4 separate regions of the Zea mays genome follow, and all the other regions are linked to region 3. A link is a contact called in public Hi-C data. All regions are on one chromosome and are shown on one strand. The core of a region is the stretch at or near the end of the contact, and the rest is flanking DNA. Distances in the headings are between cores, read along the strand shown.

The links. A called contact is a pair of places that touch in the nucleus more often than the background predicts.
Region 1: a Hi-C map of leaf shows a contact between it and region 3, with 6 times the contacts expected there. The contact joins the promoter of LOC542622 here to the promoter of LOC103647382 in region 3. A contact is called at or near these places in 2 of 25 Hi-C or Micro-C datasets (ear and leaf).
Region 2: a contact with region 3 is called in a Hi-C map of endosperm, with 2.7 times the contacts expected there. The contact joins the promoter of LOC103647380 here to the promoter of LOC103647382 in region 3. A contact is called at or near these places in 2 of 25 Hi-C or Micro-C datasets (ear and endosperm).
Region 4: a contact with region 3 is called in a Hi-C map of bundle sheath, with 1.9 times the contacts expected there. The contact joins the promoter of LOC100384601 here to the promoter of LOC103647382 in region 3. A contact is called at or near these places in 2 of 25 Hi-C or Micro-C datasets (bundle sheath and leaf mesophyll).

What each region holds. Positions count from the first base shown.
Region 1 is chr2:181,509,418-181,513,115 of Zm-B73-REFERENCE-NAM-5.0, forward strand. LOC542622 (voltage-dependent anion channel protein1a) reads left to right here and starts at 1,614. Exons shown (of 6, transcript NM_001112149.1): 1 at 1,614-1,751; 2 at 1,864-1,931; 3 at 2,983-3,093; 4 at 3,324-3,413; 5 at 3,672-3,698. The coding sequence starts at 1,706.
Region 2 is chr2:181,588,418-181,591,897 of Zm-B73-REFERENCE-NAM-5.0, forward strand. LOC103647380 (Histone-lysine N-methyltransferase H3 lysine-9 specific SUVH5) reads left to right here and starts at 1,730. Exons shown (of 3, transcript XM_008671923.2): 1 at 1,730-2,030; 2 at 2,233-3,480. The coding sequence starts at 2,242.
Region 3 is chr2:181,979,353-181,983,364 of Zm-B73-REFERENCE-NAM-5.0, forward strand. LOC103647382 reads left to right here and starts at 1,856. Exons shown (of 2, transcript XM_008671926.3): 1 at 1,856-2,458; 2 at 2,589-3,439. The coding sequence starts at 2,097. The coding sequence ends at 2,760.
Region 4 is chr2:182,263,120-182,267,083 of Zm-B73-REFERENCE-NAM-5.0, forward strand. LOC100384601 reads right to left here and starts at 1,876. Exons shown (of 1, transcript NM_001398818.1): 1 at 422-1,876. The coding sequence starts at 1,172. The coding sequence ends at 504.

The sequences.
Region 1 (3,698 bases), core at 364-2,863, 470 kb before region 3:
GTGTCCGGTGCGCCAGCCACGTCACCAGGCCGTTGGGTTCCGACCGTTGGAGCTCTGACTTGTGGGCCCGCCTGACATGTCCGGTGAATTATAGCGGAGCGGATTCCCGAAGCTAGCGGGTTCAGAGTCGCTCTCCTCTGGAGCACCGGACAGTCCGTTGAATTATAGCGAAGCGTCTCTGAGAATCCCGAAGGTGATGAGTTCAGCTTGGAGTTCCCTGGTGCACCGGACAGTCCGGTGCGCCAGACCAGGGCACACTTCGGTTATCCCTTGCTCTCTTTGTTGAACCCTTTTCTTGGTCTTTTTATTGGCTTATGTGAACCTTTGGCACCTGTAGAACTTATAGACTAGAGCAAACTAGTTAGTCCAATTATTTGTGTTGGGCAATTCAACCACCAAAACCAATTAGGAAATAGGTGTAAGCCTAATTCCCTTTCAAATAGGGACTCCAATACTCGCTAACCGATGCTAAATCCCTTATTAGGGTTAGGATATCAGACAAAAAGTCTCCCCATTGGTATAAATATGAGACAAAATATTCACCCATTAGGTAAGCAGAAATGGGTTTGGAAAGAAATCATCCAAAACCAATTAACCATGAGTAATATTCACCTAGTGAAATTAAATGTGTGTCCTAATAGATAATAAGCACAACAACTAACTCAATCTCTTTCAACTAACTTAATCTCTTTCAACCCTTTTAAGCACCCATCCACCTAGCCTAGGTGGTCAGCCACTAGCCGTCCCATCCACTAGTCCATATGTTTTTTTTTTGTGTTTTGCTGTTTTGTATGGTTAAACATATTTTTTTATTAAATGTCAGATTTATTGGTAGTGTATTATTGTTAGGTGCCGTGTGACTGTTAATGTCATATGAAATATAATTTAATAGTGTTTTCCTTGTCATGGATGAGGACCCATTGAGACCCTATATCAGAATAAGGATGTGTATGAGATGAATCTTATATCATAATAGATATAAGTATGAAAATAGGGATGTGTATAACTTCATGAGACCGTGTCCAACAAGGACCTGTATGTGGTTCTGTACGCCAAATTTACAGGACGCCGAGCTCCTTTGTTGGTCCAGCAACGGACGGTAAAGCCTCCGGTAAAATACCGGACGCTGCCTGCGCATGCTACATTTAGCGTTTCACTGTGCGTCCGCTACGCAGCCGGCCAGCAGGGGCATAGTGCTGATACGACAAGGATGGCCCACATGCAGCTCGTGGGACCAGGAGCTCACAGGAGGAGGCAACGACATTGGAACATGGGTCGGGCCCACAGTTGTCAAAAAATATAGAATATAGGATATAGAGGAGGAAATTTAGAGAACGCTGCTGGAGATGGTAGAGATATAGAGGATGTAATATTTTAGAGTGTACTGTAAAGGACGAAAAATATTTTTTTAGAGGATGAAATTTAAAGGACGTTGCTGAAGATAGCCTGAGGATGAGTACTAGATGTCTGGAGTCTGAACCTGGTGGAGAATTCCCCACAGAAGGAGAAGGAAAATAAACTAGGGTTTAGCCGGGGCCACACGGCAGGCTCCACGGCGTGGTTATGTCCGCCTTTATTCTCCCCCCACTCGTCTGCTTCGCCTCCACCTATCCGCCGCCTCCCAATCATCCTGCCCCCAAACTCCCACCCCGCAGCATCCCCACGCCACCACACCTCGTCGCGTCGCGTCGTCACCGGCGTGAAGATGGTCGGGCCAGGCCTCTACACCGAGATCGGCAAGAAGACCAGGGGTGGGTATCCGTCCTAAGGATTCCTTTCAAGCTCTGGGGATCATGGGTGCAGTTCGCTGGTTTATTCTCTTCTGTTGGTTTGCTTATTGTTGTTGGTTCGCTTTTTCCGCAGATCTGCTGTACAAGGACTACCAGACTGACCACAAGTTCACCCTCACTACCTACACCTCCAATGGCGTCGTAAGTGCTTCGCTCCGTTTCGGAACACCCCGTTTCCTCTTGTTCAGCTTCGGTCCTTTTACTAGGGCGTTGCTTTGTGCTTTCTCCGGACTGGAATGAATCTGGTTGACGTAGCTGTGGGATGGGTTCATGATCTTCTATTGGATTCGTCTGCCGGCTTCGGATTCTCTTGCTCGATCTTAGCGAGTGACTGTTCCAGCACAAGAGATTATTTATTGATTAGATTGGGGTTCCTGCAGAGCCCTGCTTATTAGTTGTGCTCTGTGTCTATCTGCTGGTTGGTTTTTTGATGTAGAGTACAGGATTCGGCAATGTGTGATTTACATGTGATGCTCTTTCACTAGTTTTAAATAAGTGGGTTGCTAGAGAAACCCTCTTGAGTCATGACCAGTGGAGGAAAGGGTTCGAATAAAAAGGGACAGTGGAACCCCTCGCGGTTGTGTTTCTAATAAAAACTGGAGGTGATGTGAAATAGCAGCAAGCTCGAGTTACATAACTGGTGTCGGGCTCAATTTTCAAGGGATGCTACACATGTTTGCACTATGTGGATACTGGGAGGACAGTGTGGGTAGTCAGTTATTGAGTAGAATAATTAAGGAGCTGAGCGATGTCAACGCGTGCCGTTGGATTTCCTTCCACGGTTGCTATGTGAGTAAATTGCTGGTTTTGATGAGTTTTAGATTTGTAGGAAAAATGTATCTGTACTGAACTAAAACAATGAGAATAATAAAACTATAACCGAAGTATCAAACACCTGGAAAAAAGATTGTGTTGAACCCCAATTATGCTGTTACCTTAATTATGTTTCTCAACTCATATTGACTTTTGCAACTTGCATTTCCGTTGATGTATTGGAATCTGGAATTATGTATGCTCATTGCTCTTGTCTTAATGGTAACACTTGCATGATTTAACAATTAATCCTTTGGTGTGCGTGTATATGTTTGATTGTTCTACATGCTTCTAAAAATTGTTACTATGTTAGAGTCATTTGCATTCATGGCTAGCATATTCTTATGATTTTAATATCCTCTCTTACTTTTTCATGCAGGCTGTAACTGCTTCTAGCACAAAGAAAGCTGACCTGATCCTTGGCGAGATCCAATCACAGATAAAGAACAAGAACATGACCATAGATGTGAAAGCAAACTCGGAGTCAAATGTAAATCTCTCTCTGTATATGTATATACTTAACCCCTGGAAATTGCATCCCTTGCTCAAAATGGACCTCCAACATGTTCATTTATTATGATATCGCCTAGACTAATAATTGTACTTTGACAAACTACTATCAAGCATGCTAATTATGGTGGTCAACAATTTGCTCTCTGACTAACTAGTTGATCTGCCATATTTCTCACGTTCTGACTGCTTGTTTGATGTGATGTTCAGATCATTACGACAATTACTGTTGATGAGATTGCAACACCAGGGCTGAAGACCATCTTAAGCTTTGCTGTTCCTGATCAGAGATCTGGAAAGGTAATAATCTAATTCACTTTATCATTTCTTAAATGGAAGCTTATTCTTCAAAAAAGGGCAGACCTAGTGCTGGAGGCTCCCTCGAGTGGGGTATGGGGAAGAGATAAACCGAGACAAGCATTCCCCTCACAAATATGGAGATGCTGCTTCTGCTTTGAACCACACTCTGGTGACTCAATGAGACAGCTCTCCACTGCATCGGGCCTGCCCTTTGAAGCTTATTCTTCAATGTATTCATTTATTAATTTCTGGCTGCAGGTTGAGCTCCAGTATTTGCATGATTAT
Region 2 (3,480 bases), core at 480-2,979, 390 kb before region 3:
GAGGATTCGGTGTAGATACAACCGGTTGATGGCGTAGCAGGCGGTGTTGACGGCCTCGGCCCAAAACCGATCTGATGTCTTGTACTCATCAAGCATGGTTCTAGCCATGTCCAATATAGTTCAATTCTTCCTCTCCACTACACCATTTTGTTGTGGCGTGTAGGGAGAGGAGAACTCATGCTTGATACCCTCCTCCTCAAGCAAGCCTTCAATTTGAGAGTTCTTGAACTCCGTCCCGTTGTCGCTTCTAATTTTCTTGATCCTTAAGCCGAACTCGTTTTGAGCCCGTCTCAAGAATCCCTTTAAGGTCTCTTGGGTGTGAGAATTTTCCTGCAAAAAGAACACCCAAGTGAAGCGAGAATAATCATCCACAATAACTAGACAGAACTTACTCCCGCCGATGCTTATGTAAGCTATCGGGCCGAATAGATCCATGTGTAGGAGCTCCAGTGGTCTGTCGGTCGTCATGATGTTCTTGTGTGGATGGTGAGCACCAACTTGCTTTCCTGCTTGGCATGCGCTACAAATCCTGTCTTTCTCAAAATGAACATTTGTTAATCCTAAAATGTGCTCTCCCTTTAGAAGCTTATGAAGATTCTTCATCCCAACATGTGCTAGTCGGCGGTGCCATAGCCAACCCATGTTAGTCTTAGCAATTAAGCAAGTGTCGAGTTCAGCTCTATCAAAATCTACCAAGTATAGCTGACCCTCCAACACTCCCTTAAATGTTATTGAATCATCACTTCTTCTAAAGACAGTGTCACCTACATTAGTAAATAGACAGTTGTATCCCATTTGACATAATTGCGAAACGGAAAGCAAATTGTAATCTAATGAATCTACAAGAAAAACATTGGAAATAGAATGGTCAGGTGATATAGCAATTTTACCCAATCCTTTGACCAAACCTTGATTTCCATCCCCGAATGTGATAGCTCGTTGGGGATCTTGGTTTTTCTCATAGTTACCGTGAGCCGAGCCACCTCCTCTTCGAATGACTTAACGCGCTCGAAATGACTTAATGTTTTCATGGCGCTTAATGACTTACTGTTGCCTGAACAATTGAATGATTTAATGTTGCGTACAATGGCTGAACTAAAAGCAAGGAATGTCTGAGAAAACATGAAAATGATTGAAAAAACAAAAAATATCTTAATGTTGCCTAGAATCTGGAATTGCTGAAAAAAATTAGAAATGCCTCAGAAAACACGAAGAATGTCTGAAAAACAAAAAATGACTTAATATTTTCTTGAAAAACAAGAATGACTTAATGTTTTACTGGACGAAGAGAGCCAAGCCGCGCGTGGCGTGAAAGGGAGCAGCGTAGGAAAAGGAGCCACGTGTGGCATAAAGAGAGCCGAGCCACACGGTCGGGTGGGTAGACGCGTGATGGTGGTCCAGGTGATGGAATGTTAGATCCATCACCCTATATATATAATTTAAAAAAAGAATAGGTCAACTTTGACATAATGAAAAGTAACGACACACACAAAATCAAATAGGTCTTCTCTATATGAAAAATAGCTCAAATAAGACTCAAACATACCAGAAACATTTATGGCTGGTTTGGTGGTAAGAGAGGGGGCGGAGACCGACCTATGGCCAGTGGACTAAATAGCCTCTAAAGATCCATATACCAGCCAGTATGGTTAGCTGTGACTGCTGTCAAAAGAGCTAGCTTTTAGTGTCTAAAAACCTATACATTATTTTTAATGTTATATTCGGTTTTATACTGATAGCCTGGTCCTGGCTTCGCCACTAGTAAGTGATCCATAGCCAGAAACCGGAGGACGCCCCCGAGCCCGGAAAACCGAACTGAAGCGTCCAGTCTCCAAGGGCGCGAAGCCGCGCGCGTGCCTGCCTGGCGCTGGCGGACACCCTCCCGTTCACCACTTCCCATTCCACTCCAACCTCCTCCTCGGGAGAGATCCGCTCCCTGCCTCCCCTGCGGCCTCCTCTTTCTCCGCGCAAACTCGCCGTGGCAGAGTAATCTCGCGCCGGCCCCTCGCTCATATCGGGGGGAAAGAAAGGTGAGCCCATCGCGCGCCCCTCCTCCTCCTCCTCCTTTGGTTGCGCTATCAGGTAAAGAGAAGAAAAATGTTTGCCTGATGCCGTGATGCGGACTCAGTGATGGGGGTGGGATGGGGGTTCTAGGGTTTGATTGCGGTTATTTACGGGTGCCCCATCGATTCGATTGAGATCCGTCCTCTAATTTCGATCTTGATTTTGCAGGTTCTTGGGATGCCCGGGGCCGGTGTGAAGCCGCCGGCGCCGCCAGTCGAGGCCGCGACGGGGCTACCGCCGCGCAGGTTGACACCTTCGAGAGTCTCCGCCAAGCGGTCCTGGCCGCCCGGGTGCGGTCGGTTCCCTGCGCCTCTGCCCGCGCCGGCCTCTCCGGCCGCGGCAGGTCCTGAGGTGAATGGCGTTGATGGCGCCTTCACCATCGTCGGCGGCAGGGCCGACGACGAGGCCGCCCCCGCTGTCATTTCGCCTTCGGCTCAGAACGGATGCCCGGATAAGGTGGAGGAGGCCGTCGCCGCCGCCACAGTTTCGCCTCTGCCCGAGAACGGCGCCCCGCCTCGGCCGCAGGGGTCGGATAAGGTGGAGGAGGCCGCCGCCACAGTTTCGCCTCTGCCTGAGAACGGCGCCCCGCCTCGGCAGCAGGGTTCGGATAAGGTGGAGGAGGCCGTCGCCGCCGCCACAGTTTCGCCTCTGCCTCAGAATGGCGCCCCGCCTCGGCAGCAGGGGTCGGATAAGGTGGAAGAGGTGGCTGATCCTGCCGCCGTTTCACCTGTGGCTCAGAGTTGCGGCCTGCCTCACCAAGAGGATGATAAGGTGGACGATCTCTCAGCTGTTTTGCCTGCAGCGCGCAGCAGCGCCCTCCCACATGCCCTGCCTCAGTCAGGGCCGGAGAGGGCTAGGCAGGATGGAGACGGTGGGGAGAACGGAGAGGTGCAATTGGTGGGCGGTGCAGTCAAGCTGTCATCGGATGGTCAGCAAGGGGACAGGGTGGTGCAGGTGGCAGGGCCAACGTTAGAAGTACTGGGGAGCTGTACCACTGTTGGTGCTAGTTCTATGCAGAACGGTGGCGAGGGGGATGGCTTGTTGGTGGCAGCAGAGAAGGGCTGTGGTGGCAGCAGCGATATGGGGCAGGAGGTTGCTGCTAATGATTTCACAGAGATTGAAAACAAAACAGGCACTGGTGAGTTACAGGGAAAGGAAAATGGAATTGCAGGAAGCAGAACAAAACGGTGGTCGTCGGAATCGTCTCTGAATCCGCTGCCTAAGAGGAGGGCAGTCTCAGCCGTACGCAAATTTCCACCTGGCTGTGGGAGGACTATTGTTACCACCGCAGACAGTGGTGTTTTGGAGGTCTCACCTATACGCTCATTTGCTCCTAGTTTTGGGATGTCTGCTGTTAATACCACAGGCAGTGGAGATAGGGAGTGGTTGCCTTCAGAAGCCACCCCTGTCAACAAT
Region 3 (4,012 bases), core at 606-3,105:
CATGGGATTATTTATTAATTTTGTTCTATTATTATTATGGTTGGTATTTACTTACATCTAGTAATTGCTAATAAAATTTTGACCAACTTTAAAAGCAATGCTCAGCTTTAACCATTCCCTTTGGTAAGCCTTACACTTCATGAACTCCCACCTTTGGTGAGTTCATACACATTATTCCCCACAACTTGTTGAGCGATGATCATGTGTGAGCTCACCCTTGTTGTCTCACACCCCCCACAGGAGAAGAACAGGTGGTTCAAGAGGAGCCGCATATCGAGGAGTTCGATTCGATCTAGGTGGAGTCTCACAGTTGACTTTCTGGCGCCAAGGATAGTTTTTAGATCCTGCTATATTTATATTTTATTTTGTAAGACTTCCGCTATGTAATAAGTACTCTGATTATTGTGACATTTATCTCTATACACTCTGTTATTATATATGTTGTCTTCTTTGGCGCATGTATGAGATGCACCCGGCTTTGTCCTTTAAAACCGGGTGTTACATCTTTGTTGTGATCTTTAGTTGATAAATGATGCATTGAACTATATGATAACTTTTGAATTGGTTGATTTTGAGCATTGAAGGAATTTAATTAAATATTGATTGTAGTTGTGAGTATGTGGATTATTTTGATGGGTGTTTAGTAATGGACCTAGAAATCTGTTTCCTAGATCCTTATACATGTACTCGATCTGTTTCAAATTATAAGATATTTTGATAAATTTTAGGTATTTTGTTTTACTATGTATCTATATATAATATATATCTAAGTGCTTAAAAAAGCTATGTATCTAAAAATATCAAAATGTCTTATAGTTTAGAACGTATAAAGTACTTATCCTCAACATTTACCTAACCACATGTTTTCCTACATAATCAACTAAGAACATGAACATCATTCTTAACCACATGTTTCCCTACATGATTAATTAAAATATTCATGTTTTCTATAGAAACACTAAATGAAATAGCTTCCTCTAGAGTACTAAATGTCATAGCCCACGATTTAAAATCTTGATCATCCCTCGTGTACTCTTATAGCTTACAAATTGCAAAGAAAATAATCACAGTACTTTTAGGCCTAGCATTGTGATTTTTTGACCAAAAACTATTGGTTGTGAAAAATGCTGACACTAATAATGCACACCGAACCATAAAAAGGGAGGAGAGAAAAAAATGTAAATTCGTATGCAACAAAAAAATTGAATATATGTGACTTTACCTCAAAAATAATGAGATATACTTCGAAGAATTTGTTGATTGAGCAATTTGCTTGGGAAAAATCTGTCATGCTATCAACTCCCTCTGTTTCAAATTTTAACATAATTTACTTTAATTTAAACTTCAACAAATTTGACCAAGTTTATTGTTTTAAAAAAAATAATATATATTAACTTTTACATGTTCAAAGAAAATATACTATCAAAACATATTCCAAGTAGAATTCAAAACAAGAGGATATCGTAGATATCGATGTACTTCATATAAAAGATACGGTTTTAAGAAATTTAGTCTAGAATAAAATTTAAAATAGACTATATAGTTTTGAATGGCTGGAGCAGATCAACGAGCGAAGCTGACAGCTGATGCTAGTAAAAACCTGTGAGATGGACAGGAAGTAAATTCAGCAGCGGCGACAGATCCCCGACCGAGCGCCACGAAGAGAACAAAACCGCAATGATCGTTGATCGAGCGAGCCCCCCGCTGAACAAAATGACAAAAGCGACCCCCAGGACCCAGGGACGTGGAGGAGGCCCAGCGCTGACGTGGATCTGACGGACCACCGGGACGCATCCGACGGCCGGGATCGTCCCGCCCCTTCTTTTATCCCCGGCCCGGCCCTCTCCATCCCGCACACGCACAGCACAGAGCTCACCCACCACTTCCCGTCTCCTCTCTCCTGTCCTGTCCTCCACACCACACGCGGGCACGAGAGAGACACAGGGAGAGAAGAGAGCTCGTGCTTGCATTTCCATTGCCGGCGCCTCTTCCTGTGATCGTCGCAGCATCACGACCGCACCGCACCCTTGCGTTAGCTCTGTCTTCTTGTCGTACGTACGTTTATTTCTTTGCTTGGAGCTAGCGGTAAAGGAGATATGGTGGGGAAGAGGGAGCGGGACTGCAAGAACCCGGTGCGCCGGACCACGAGCATGACGGAGTTCGCGCTCGCGGCGGTGATGGAGGAGGACGACGAGGAGGCCCAGCTGCCCGACAACGGCAGCAGCAGCAGCCGTGGCGGTGGGCAGCACCAGCAGGACTGGCTGTCCGCGCTCGGCGGCGGCGCCGCCGCAGCGCAGGAGGACTGGATCGCGGCGTACCGCGCCCGCGCGGCGCCGGCAAAAGCGGGGCTCCGCCGCAACTCGGCCGACTACTCGGCCGTCGAGACCGCCGCGTTCCTCCGCGCCTGCGGGCTCTGCCGGCGCCGTCTCGGCCCCGGCCGCGACACCTTCGTGTACAAGTACGTGTTCGCTCACCTGCGGGCTATTCTTGTCTTGAACCTGCGGCTGCGCGTCCTGAAACTCCTTTTTTTTTCTTCGATTCCCCCCGCTCACCTATATGGATGGCTAATTGGCTATACCTGTATGCAGGGGCGAGGCGGCGTTCTGCAGCCTGGAGTGCAGGGAGCGGCACATCACGCAGGAGGAGTGGAAGGACAAGTGCGCGGCGACGTCGATCAAGGACGCGGGTGCGGCGAAGGTCGTCAGCGGCCGCCGCCGCGCCGGCGAAGGCAAGGCCGGGGGCACGGTGGCCGCGGCATGACGAGGCGCACGCCCACGCAGAGGCTACACCTACTGCCAGTGCCAGCTTCTCCTCGACTAGGCAGCTGCAACTGCAAGCTCATCATCGATCGATCACTCGTCCACAACCACATCTATACCAGTCAGCATATTATTATTTATTTATATAAACCACCAGCTTAGCTCAATCGATTAGTTACCCGGATCGATCGCTGCATGCATGCAAGCCGTACAGACATCTACATGTACCATTAGAGCTAGCTCCAAGCAAAGAAATAATACCCTCCAATCCCGAGAGGAAATAAGTTCATTCCTACCTCAATCCTCTCCAATCTCGAAGGGGATTTGAGATTTCTAAAGTAGCTCTTAGCTTGATTTCATTGAGCAGCATGAGTATACTTGTGTAGGGGGGGGGGGGGGGGGGGGGAGTTAAAAGTGAAGGGAAGGAGAAGGGGCCAAAGTGGCTGCCGCACTAGCTTTGCAGATATGCGCCGCGCCACAGCAGAGTCGCTGTTGGGGTCGTCATCGGCTCATCGCCATAACCAAACATGTTATTATCAGAACAAGACAGTGTGAGTTTCAGTGTTGAGGAAGAATCTTGTGGGATGCATGGCGGTATTATTATCCACCGATACAAATCACCATTTGTACTATTGTAGTATATACTACAACCGTCTTATTATTTTTGCAAGAGTCGTTAGCTATTTCTCTACTATACGAAACAGCGGTTTCCATTGGTTTCACGGTTCTACCATCGACATTTTTTTTAAAAAAAATATTATATTTCTTTATAATCAACCCGATGTTCTTCTATTCACACCTTAAAAGATAACCACTGCAACCTAATCTCGCATCACATCCCCTTCCCTTTAGTTCACCACTTCCTGCTCCATATTTAAATGGTAAAAAGGTTAAAAATTGTACATAAATGAGCACCAACAAAACAACACGTGTTTTTATGTTTTATGCTATGTATTCAAACATGTTTGGTTAAAACTTTGTCGATCCTCATTTAAACATGTATTCACAAGCCTAAAACTAGACCACCAACTATGTGCATGAGAGGACATATATAGCAACTCGCGCCAAGCGATGTGAAGCCTTCATAACGAGTTCATGTGAATCCATTCGCTGAAGGATAGCCCATGAACACACTCAATGAACCACTGCAAAGATAACATGCAAGGGAGAAAAAACAATTCTAAAAAATTATATCATTCCTACAAAGCCAAAGTGACCAGCACAAAGTTGTCCCTCCAAGAAGAACGAGCAGT
Region 4 (3,964 bases), core at 626-3,125, 280 kb after region 3:
TTTTGTGTGAGCTAATGTTTGCCTAGCAGCAGAGATACATGTTGCTTCGCATCATTGGTGGGCACTGCAAGCTAGCTACAATGACCAGTCGACGAAGGCCCTGGCCCGGGGACAAACTGGCGGTGGCGGGCAGACCAGACGGGAACAAGCCCGTGGATGGCAGCCAGCGGGCCCGTCGTCAGCTGCCGCGCACGCAGCCTTTTCTCCGCTCCTTTTCCTTTTCCCCCGGCGACCAATTATGGGCTGGGCGAGGAGCGACGCTGTTCCCCAGACCCGGAGGAGTCCCGGACACCACGCACGCACTCCCGGTCCCGGCCAGCCAGGTCGCACTCGCGCACAGCAACATACCAGACCAAACCAACGATAGCTTCCTCCGGACCGGCCCGTCCCGCCCGTCAGTCAGTCGCCGTCCCTTTTACGGGAACGTGCTCCGAAGCAGCAGCCGTCTCCTCCCCTCCTCTCCTCTCCTCTCCTGCTCTCGCTTCCCTCACCGATCTCTTCTACTACTCCCCTCCCCTTTTTATACCGCGTCGCCGGCCCGACGCAAAGCTTCTCCTCTTTCTGCGCCTGCCACTCGTCCCTCCTTGATCAGCGAGTCCCGGAGTGGAAGATCCGGCCTTTTTAGCTCCTTGTGGTGGTTGTTGGTTGTTTTTGGGGAGTTGCACCACCAGGAAGCGGGGCAGGAGAGGGAGTGGAGGGGAAGCCAAGGGTTGGTGGGTTCGCGCTTTGCGGTGGCGTCCCGATGGACTCCGGCAACAGCGGGAGCCTCCAGTCGTCCAGCGGCGGCGACGACGAGTTCGACTCGCGGGCCGGCGGCGGTGGAGGGGGCGTCGACTCCTCTCCGCTCTCCGCACTGCTCCGCCCGTCGCCGTCCCCCTCGGCCGCCGCGTTCTCGCTCCACGGCTCCTACTTCGGCCTCCAAGAGCTGACGTCCGCGCCGCCGCTGCCGCTGCCGCAGCAGCAGGCGGGTACCTGGTCATCTGGGTCGTTCGCCGGTACCTCGGGGCTATCCTCCTCCTCGTCCCCGCTCGTCGCGCAACCCGACTCGGGCTCGGGCGGGCGCCAGCAGGCTGGTGACGCGACCGTGGCGGCGGCGCCGGCGCCGGGGCAGGGCGCCGCGATGGGCGCGCTCGCGCAGCCACCGAGGGGGTCGCGGAAGCGGACGCGCGCATCGCGGCGGGCGCCCACGACGGTGCTCACTACCGACACCTCCAACTTCCGCGCCATGGTGCAGGAGTTCACGGGCATCCCGTCCCCGCCCTTCGGCGCGGGCGTCGGGGTCGGGGGCCCCGCCGCGTCGCTCCGCACCCGCTTCGACCACATCTTCTCCCCGCCTTCCTCCCTGCGCTCCGCCGCGGACGCCACGGCCTCGCTGCCGCCGTACCTCCTGCGCCCTTTCCCACACAAGCTCCCGACCGTGTCCTCCAGTTTCCCGCCCTTCACGACGGCGTCTTCGTCGTCGTCGTCGTCGTCCACGCTGTCCTCATCCAACCTAGGCGCCGCCAATGCCAGTGCCCCGACGGGCACGGCCGCCGCACCCTCCAACCCTGTCGCGCCCGACACCTTCCAGCAGCTGACGTCCTCGGCGCTTCTCCGGCTGCAGGACCCCAGCAGCAGCTACCTCTCCTTCCAGAACCTCCTGGACTCGCAGCCGTCAACGCAGTCCATTTTCGGCGCGGCGGACGGTGGATTCGGGCAGGCGGCGTCCAGACTGCACGATCCGGCGCCGTCGCCATCGGATTTTCACGGCGGACTCTTGGGCTCCGAGGGCCTGCACTTGCACCACCCAAGGAGCGACGTCCACGGGCACGGCGGCGACGAGCTGTCGGGCGTGGTCGCGGGCGGCAGCTGCAAGCTGAACTACTCCCACGCCGGCGCGGCCGCCACCTCGTCACCGGGCGCAGCCAGCGCCGACAAGCCACCCGACGGCGGTGCCGGCGCTCCCGGAAGGCCGGGACGGGGCGAGGGCCTGGATCCGTGGATTTGTACATCGGAGTAGGGGATGCATGCTTTGCTGAGGTACGGGGCCGCCTACGGAGACGAACCAAAGCCAAATCCGCCATGCATAACAAACAAAGGTCTGATTAGCCTTTTGGCCTTATACCTTTTATTACTTATTAATCACTTGTTTGCTGATGATGCAGTTATTGTAGCCCCCCTTTGTACATTAAAAACGTAGCTCATCATCGGCATGATCTCACTTTAGATTAGATTCTTGAGTTATAATCACACACGATTTAGACGTGCAAATGAAATAATGCATCATAGATACTGTCGTACACACACACACACATAGAGAGAGAGAGAGAGAGAGAGAGGCAATTTCAATGCCAAAGCAACTAGGTGTACAAGCTACTTGTTGTCCAGCCAGTGCTCTCCAGCGTCATGTGTTGTCGCCGGCACTGTGCACGAGTCGAAGCTGCAGTTGCTGTCGAGCTCGCCGCGCCGATTCCGTTTTATTTGGTGCGTAATCCCGGGGGCCCGGTCCCAAACATGAGTGCAAACAAGTAATCCCCACCGGCGGCGGGCCGGCAGCGATTGACGGCGAGATTTCCGGCGCCAAGTTTCCCTCCTGGCTGCGAATTTAGTAGCTCCACCGGTCCCAACCGTCGCTCACCAAACTGCCGATGCATACGTACTAGTTCTCGTCTGCGTGTACATGCAAACCGCACCTGCCGCTACTTGCACGCGAAGGCGCCGCGCGCTCCCAAAGGAGCCGACGGCGACTGCAAGGGCGGGGAGACGCTTGGCTACAAAAAAAGTCGGAAAGCGATAGATCGGCGGTGGCGGTCGCCTACCGGCTTCGGAATGGATGGTTCTTGGATGGAAGCGAAGTAGCTAACGCTAACCACCCCACCCCACTCTCGAGAGCGATCGGTTCGTTGAGAGATGGAGGGAGGAAGACGAAGATGGATATTGATTGGTGGGGGGCTGGGGGCCGGGGAGGGGATTAGGAGAGAAGGAAGGAGGGGATGGGGGTCTGGGGAGGAGACCAATGGGAGTGCGCGCGCGTGTGGCGTGTACCTCCCGCGGGCTGGCCGTGCTAGCCGCGGCATGCATTAATAAAAAAAACGATCGCAGCACGTGATGGGCCGTCACGGTCCTAATCAACCCGCGACCCTCAATCGCCACGGCTCACTGTCACTGATGAGTGTGTGTGTGTGTGAGGGAGGCGATATGCCGATGTGGATCTTTTTAAATCCGTGCCAGGTTTTTTTTTGGTAGCACGTGATGTGTTTTTCGGGGGCCATCAGCTAGGTTAGGCCGTAGGAGGAATGGAGGGAGGTGTGGGGTAACCAGTTGTTGCATGTGTCCCCGCCCTTCCCTGCACTCGATTGCACTCAGATGGACAGGTACTTTTTTTCTCTCTCTCTCTCGCGTTCATCAGACCCATGGGCGCTGTCAGCTCCGTTTGGATTCTACATTCAAGACGGGATCGCATTTGATCTCTGCACTTGATGGCTTGATTGCAATTCGTACAAGTCTTTATATCCTAAGCCACATTACTAGTATAGGCTGTATAGCTAGCTGCTAAAGAATCACACTCGGCGCTTTCTCAAGCTTCACGTCGTCCATGTCTACGTACGTCACCAGTACGTGTGCACGGTACCACGCTATCTACTCTTTAGTTCTAGCTAAGTATCTGTAACCTTTTTTCCCCTAAACAAAAAAAAGATAATAAACATATAATGATTGATCACCTCTCCGGAATCATCTGGTTTCACATTATTGTTGTTCAGGCATGCTCCCGTACTAGTTAGTGGCAACGTTCTAGCGTAATATTCTAGCTCGAAGTTTTACGGTTACCTGCCATGAAAGTGACACCAATTGTTTTATTTCCTTTTTTTTCTCTCTCTTTAACAAAGCTAAGATATCATTAGGTGTGTGCAACTTTTGAGGAGATCGACCGGGGGTGAATGAGTAATCATCTAGATCGATGATTAGGCGCTGCATTGGTTGGATC